Linked DNA regions of Dromaius novaehollandiae: region 2 is linked to region 1. The links are chromatin contacts, called in public Hi-C maps. All regions are on one chromosome and are shown on one strand. The core of a region is the stretch at or near the end of the contact, and the rest is flanking DNA. Distances in the headings are between cores, read along the strand shown.

The links. A called contact is a pair of places that touch in the nucleus more often than the background predicts.
Region 2: a Hi-C map of liver shows a contact between it and region 1, with 10 times the contacts expected there. The contact joins the enhancer-like site here to the promoter of NSMCE2 in region 1. A contact is called at or near these places in 2 of 4 Hi-C or Micro-C datasets (brain and liver).

What each region holds. Positions count from the first base shown.
Region 1 is chr2:157,941,675-157,945,054 of bDroNov1.hap1, reverse strand. NSMCE2 (NSE2 (MMS21) homolog, SMC5-SMC6 complex SUMO ligase) reads right to left here and starts at 1,688. Exons shown (of 7, transcript XM_026110081.2): 1 at 1,548-1,688. It overlaps WASHC5 (WASH complex subunit 5), which reads left to right and starts at 1,726. Exons shown (of 29, transcript XM_026110080.2): 1 at 1,726-1,862; 2 at 3,123-3,380. The coding sequence starts at 3,240.
Region 2 is chr2:158,588,016-158,591,663 of bDroNov1.hap1, reverse strand. The region is part of intron 1 of LOC112989172 (a long non-coding RNA gene); the gene reads right to left. Among named protein-coding and RNA genes, the nearest start is that of LRATD2, 57 kb to the right of the region's middle. Within about 2 kb of position 2,028, at least 1 of the 2 cell types and tissues checked has open chromatin away from gene starts, as enhancers often do.

The DNA of each region.
Region 1 (3,380 bases), core at 439-2,938:
GCCTTTTAACAACACAGCTGCTCAAGTTCATGACAACTTGAACTTCTGAATTACATATGAACAGCCTTCCTCTCTCTCTCTCTCCTTCTAAAGGTGCATCTTGTCATAGAGGAGGCTGCAATCTTCAACAATAGCTCCAAGTCATCTCATCTTATCTGCTCTCCCCACCAAAAGGCAGTGATTGCCATCTATAATACCATTTAAGAGACTGCCAAACTGACAACAGAAGACAAGGAAAAAGTTTCTTACAAACTCCATGAAAGTAATGGAAAGGAATGCTCTTAAAGCTTTATTTAATAACAAATGCTTAAACTGTTACATGAAAATTTTATTCTATTTTTTTAAAGCAGCTGTTTCCCATCTCACCAAGAGTGTTTGTACTGAACCTCTGTAACCCAAACTTTATACACTGTTAGTCACATAAAATCATGTTAGCAGTTCTATCTTTCTGGGCCCATTTGGTGTATCAAAATTAACACAGAGAACCTAATTCACTTCCTGAACTTGGTATATCTCATTCATTGAGCAAGTCTGCTGTTCTTTTGGAAATTTCACACACACACACTGTGAAAGACAGGAATCTGAAAAAAACAACAACAAAAAGTTAAAAAGGCTTCTCCATTCTTCTGAAACGCGTGGGAACACTGAGTAGCTATACAGGAATCAAAGCTGTTGTCTACAATGCTAAATCATACCATCACATTGGTCATTTCATCACAATTTGTGTTTTGACAGGTAATTTAAGTATCCATGGACAGATTTTTTTTAATTTTGTAGAAACAGTTGACCCCAAGCACAGACTTCCCTCTCAAATTTTGTAAGTTAATTCTTTAAGCACAACTTACAGCTCAAAGCTGTCTATGTTGCCTTTAAAAGAAAAGGCAATTTCCTCCCTGGAAGAGGGTTTTGAGCAGTGTCTCTAAGGCGCTCCCTTTCACCATGAAGGTCTTCACTGGGTGCAGCAATGAAGCCAGTAGATTTGCAAACCCCGCCCTTCATCTTCTGGGAAATACAATGACCAAAACCTAGATTTCAAAAGGAGACCCAAGCGAGACTAGCTAAGCAGTTTTTTCTTTCAATAATATTCAAACAGCCCAGACAAGACTACGAAGCAGAAACCCTAGAAGGCTAAAGCTTCAATTCCGTCACCAATTTTTAAGATTTGAGCAAATGACCTAACTGCCCTCCGCTCCAATCTCCCAAACTTTGAAACAGAGGTAGAATACAAGATCTGCAGGCGATCAGCGCTCACTGTTGCTATCAGTCCCTACCTCCTAGACGCACTTGGCGGCCACTGTACCACGGAGACGCTACTTCCCCACCGCAGAGCCGGGGAGGGGAGCGCGGCGGGCCGGGAGCCCCGCTCCCCACCTCACAGCCCCGCCATCCGCCCGTGCCGGAGGCAGCGGCCCGCCTCACCTCGCCGCCGGGCAGGAGGCTCCCGCAGGACAGGGCCGCGCGGGCCCTCCCTCACGCTCCGCGCCCCGCCCGAGGGGAAGGCGGCGGCGGCGGCTGCCGCAGGCCGCTCCGCAGCCACAGCTGCTCACCTCGTCCCAGCCGCCGCAGCCTCGGGGGGCTCCTCTCAGAGGCGGCCGCACCACCCCTCCCGGCCGCGGGCGCGGGGCACGCTAGGGCCCGGGGAGGCGGGCTGAGCCCGCGGCGGAACCGCCTCATCAGCCGGCGCCGCCGCACGTGACGGGCCCCGTCATGTGATGGGAGAGCGGGGTGCCACCACCGCCGCCTGCCCGCTGCCCTCCTACCTGCTGCGGCTGCTCCGCTGGGGGCTGCACCGTCCGCGGGCCTTGGGGGAGCGGAGCAGCCTCCACCGTCCGCTCTCCCTCACCGAGCTAGCTGCGGGCACTGTAAGCGCGGCACCTCGGGCAGGTCGCGGCCGGCGCTGGGGTGGGAGGCGAGAGCTTTCCCCGCGCTGGGGCTGGGGCGGCGGAGCGGGGCCGCGTTGCACCGAGGGGGGCGGCGGTTGGTCTCGCGGCGCGGCCGTTGCCGCTCGGTGGGCGGCGGTTGGTCTCGCGGCGCGGCCGTTGCACCGAGGGGGGCGGCGGTTGGTCTCGCGGCGCGGCCGTTGCACTGCGGGGGCCTCACGCACTGAGGGGGGCTGTTGGCTGGGGAAGGAGCCCTCGGAAAGGGAATGAAAACGGCGGCTCGTCCCTCCTCAGTGAGGCCCGCCTGCACTGGAGGTGACTTTTGTGCAACTCCAGGAGCTGTCTGTGGGCTCTGCCATGTTTTTATCGTCATCTTGTGTCAAGACATCACATTATGGCCTGATGAATGAGGTTACTAGTGGGGATGAGAGGTCGTGTGAAGTCCAGGCCTGTTCTTTTGGGTCTGGGACCTGCACCGAGGCCTGCAGAGGAGCCCTTGTTGCAACACCAGCAGTGCCTTGCTCTGCACAGAGCAGGAAGATCAGACTCCTTGATTGCGTTTTGAGGCAGACTGGGTTCAGAAGAGGCACTGCCATCTTAAATGTAGCTCAATGGGTTAGAAGGTTTTTGATGAAAAGTAAAGTCAACTCATAACCTCCCATAAATGTTGCAAAACTAAAAAGCAGCTTATTTTTAGACATGCTGCATTCCAGATCTTTCAGAAGAAAATGCCCACAAATAAAACCATGGCCAGGAAATGCAACCACAATACAGAAGCTCTCTCTCTTAAGCAATAAGTAAAGGAAAGGAGCTGTATTATTTCCATTTGCTATAGGATTTTCCCTTGTTCCAGCACCCATTGTAATGGGTTTGGTTGTGTTTTTAAGTAGGTATAGTATTATAAATGCACCTCCTAACATACTGGTTTGTGCTTTCCTTGCTGCCGTCTGCTGCATGGCCTCGATTGCTTCAGTATTTGTTTCATTTTTTTAATAGCTACCTTAAAATTTTCTGGCACAAAAGATCATGCGGTTGTTTCTTGCCTGGTCACGCAGGTGACTGAGCTAAAACTGCATATATGTTGAATGTAAATTCAGTCTATTGTTTCATTTGAACAAAACATGGATCATTTAGATTTCATAAACTGTAAGATTTCATAGTGTGCTTAAAAATCCTTATAGAATAAATTGTCAAAAGTGTAGCTATGAAATGCTCAAAATGTGGATTTTTTTGTTTTTACAGGTACTATTAATGGAACAGCCGCTTCTCTCCTTAGACATTCCTCTTCAGATAACCTAAAGACTAACATTCAGAAACAGACTGCAGGACTGTTGCTGCTTGGTCACGTTCGGCTCCACAATGGTTGATTTTCTAGCTGAAAATAATCTTTGTGGTCAGGCCATTCTTAGGATTGTCTCCTGTGGAAATGCCATCATTGCAGAACTTTTAAGACTTTCCGAATTTATTCCTGGTGTGTTCAGGCTAAAGGACAAGGCTGAT
Region 2 (3,648 bases), core at 779-3,278, 650 kb before region 1:
ATAGAGACACACAGGGCAGGATACTTCTGACCCAATGGAGCCATCTCCAGCTTATTCACCTCATTTAAAAATAGAGTCAAAGAGAGTCAAGGACAACTAGCTCAAATATTTACAGACCTTTATAGAAGTATGTAAATCAAAATTAAAAATACATGTTGCATGAGACTCATCTGACATAAGATTAGTGTCTATGATATAAATATCTGTATATCAGATGATATCTGGTTCCTGAATGATCAGTAGAGATGTAGTCAGTACAGTCAATGGATATTCTGGTATGATTCATCTAACCAAATGTATGCATGCACTGAGATGCACTGTATCCTACACATGAGTCTGTGAAGGTTGCTTAGGGTAACTTACTCACTCATAGATACCCCCATTCAGATACTGTCAGGATAAGTGAGTGGTGGAAACTCAAGAGACCCCAAACTGTACTATGCTCTGGATAGCCATATTCATTCCCTTCTATATCTGTCAGTCAGGAATGATTGTGGCATGTCTCAAACTGCACAGGTAGATTTGTTGAGCAAAACTTCAGCAGTGTTCAACAAACCTGTCCTGTTAGACTGCTATAGCACCACTCAGAGGGAGCCCTTACAGGATCCAAGATGTAATATTTCTAATGAAATGGACAGAGACTACAAATGGTATCTGTGGACTTTCTCTGTTTTTGCTGTCGTGCTACCCTCTTTTTCATTCTCTGTCACATATTAAATGTAGTATCTGGAAACAAGAGATTGACTCCAGAGCCCTAACTCAGCCTCAACTGAGCATCATATGCCACTCTGCGGAGTCCATGATTGCTCCCTGGGTGATACTGAGTATAGGGGCTGAGCTGAGCAGCTGGTGCTTTCCCTTTAACATCCTGCTGGAAGAACTCCTGCACATCAAGCCATTAGACCATCTAATAGGAGTAATAAAGCTGATATCAGGTACATTTATTTTAACTATACAATAAGGCGCAGCATCAAAACTGCAAAGTGCCAGCCAGATTCTCAGCAGTACATAATATGTCTTGCATTTTTACATTTACCAGCAAGGCATAAACATGTCACAGAAAATTCCCAGGATGCAGAAATATTCTTTGCTGAGCTGAATAAGGAAAGGCAGGCACTATTCTTTAAAAGCGAGCATGCACAATTAACAAGGAAAGTATTGCCAATAAAAAGGCGAAAGATGGCCAGTGAGTGTAATTAAATGGGATAGTTCAGGGTGTGGGTTCAGAAGGAAAATGACAACTACAAGTAACAAAAGCACTTTCAAGGTAACTGGTGTTTTTAGCTGCAGCTTCACAGAACATGGCTAAGTGCAAACGGAGGTTTAGAGAGGCCTGGTTGAAGTATATGGTGAGTTTATGTCAGATAAGAGTCGAGTGGGATCCCAGAAAGGTCATAGATTTGGTTTTCTATTGGGAAGGATCTCTGCTGTTATTTTTCATCAATGAATGCTAGGACCAGAAGGTGTTCAGGTGTCCAGGTTTCCAAACTGGGACCTAAAACATAGGCTGTCAAAGCTCCCACTGATTCATTGCATGAATATTTATGAGGACCTGGACCTAACTGATTTGGAAAAGGTCATAGGCAAGCAGTATAGACAGGCTGAGAATACAACATTTATTTTGGTGTGCAGTTCTTTCCATTGGTCCTCTTTACTCATGCACTGATCGGCTGGCAGACTGTCCACAGTCCTCCTAAGGTCCCTGTTCCTCCAGGAGCCAGTCTGCTTGCTCTGACATACCCATCTTCATGAAACTCCTGTGAGGCAGAGGAGTATGAACTGCCCCATCAGGAGCTGAGACACAAACTCACATGGTCCTACAGAAAGGCTGTGGCAAAACAAGCACTGGACTGTGTCCCGTGCTTGTGTTTAAAATCCTTTGCCTCCAAATTATTCATGGCATTCAGAAACACATGTCGTCTCTAGTCTCTACGTCACCTCTTTAATAAACAGCTCAAATTCAGAGGATTCAGCTCTAAAAGGTGTCCATATGGGAACATTCAATGAAATCCAAGAACTCTGCTGCAGACAGCTGTCAAATTTATAGAACAGCAGGCACAACTGCAAGCAATACAATTGCGAGCACCACAGACTCGGTATGGATAGTGTCTTTTACAATGTAAATGTCCTCGGTGCTTTGCATCAAGAAGCTGTAAATGTTTTACAACATTTTAATAGAGTGCACATAAAACTGCAATGATTTGAAAGAAAGAAACCATGACCGTATAGCCAGTGTTGAAGAGACAAAAGGCAGATTTGTGCCAGGCTCCCTTTTAAAATATAGATTGTGTGAGCTGATTGGGAAAATCGGGAAAATCCTTTAATTACAGAAACTAGGCCTGGAAGAGACCTCAAAGCCTCGTGTAGCCTAGTGCTCGTGTTCCAAAGCAGGACTGAAAAAGCTGACAAGTTTGTCTCACCTATTCTTTCAAACCTCCAGTGAGAGCGTCCTGGGACCTCATTAGGCAGAAAAAAAGTCTCTTCTTCTACGGAGAAGCTCAAAAGCTCAAGGTTAATCTGCGCTACAACAAGGGGAAACTTAAACATGTCAGGTACCTTCACCTTCCATCTTACATCCCCATGTCTGACTTTTGCTACCTCTAAGTTGGGCTTACAGCAGCCATACTGAGTATTCATCAGCTGAGGACTGTCTTCATTGGTAACCATATTTAGCCACAGGCTCACAGATGTTTTTAGTCAAGAAAACTGTATCAAGAAAATGGCTTTCTATCCCGAGAGCAATGTGTCTTCTTTGTAAAACTTAAAAACCACAAGATGAGTCTAAGTCAATTTTCATCCTTGGACCAAGCCTGTGGAGTTCCCTGGAGTGGGTCAGGATAGAGCAGGTCAGTCACAAGGGAAGGTGGGAGGAACCACAGAGCAGCAAAAGTAAAAGCGCACAGCTGCACTCACCGGCTCTCACAAGCACAGAGAAGGTTTGCTGTGCTACGTGTCAGCTATCTGATACCTACTGTGATGTATCCTAAAAAGAGTGCATGTGGTGGTTACAAGGGCAGATTGTAAGATAACTTGCATAGGATAGTCTTTGTTTTCTAATCTGACAAATTAATAATGATTATATGTGTCAGAAAATAAAGCTGCACTACAATTAACTACTTCTTTATTATACAGAGCGCCCTCCTTATTTATTTAAGTAATGAAGGGTAACAACTCTATCTAGTAAACATGCTGGGTTCTATCCTGGCTGTCAGGTCTAATCGACAGTCTGGTTCTTGCCCTGCCTCGAGGGTAGTGCAGCTGTACTCCATCCTGCGCAGGATGGATTGCAAGTTTTGCTCTAGCCTTGCTGGATATGGACGAGTCTAATATAGGAGCCCTGGTAGTGATTTCACAAACTATGCTTGTTTTGCTCCTTACAGGAGTTTCGGTGGGGGGAGGGGAATAACCCCCAAGCGGTGGGGGGAGGGGAATAACCCCCAAGGAGTTATCCCCAGACCAGGGATAACCTTCAAAGTCTGTACTACAGACTCCTTTACTATGGGCTTCTTTATAAAGCATTTTCCTAAGTGCTTTGCTTGTAAAACTTCAGTAATAAAAATAAAAATAAAATAATAATAATAATAATAATAAAAAATAGTGGTCACTGTACTTGGTCAGTCCACCTAAAGCAGTTTCCTGTCATTGTGA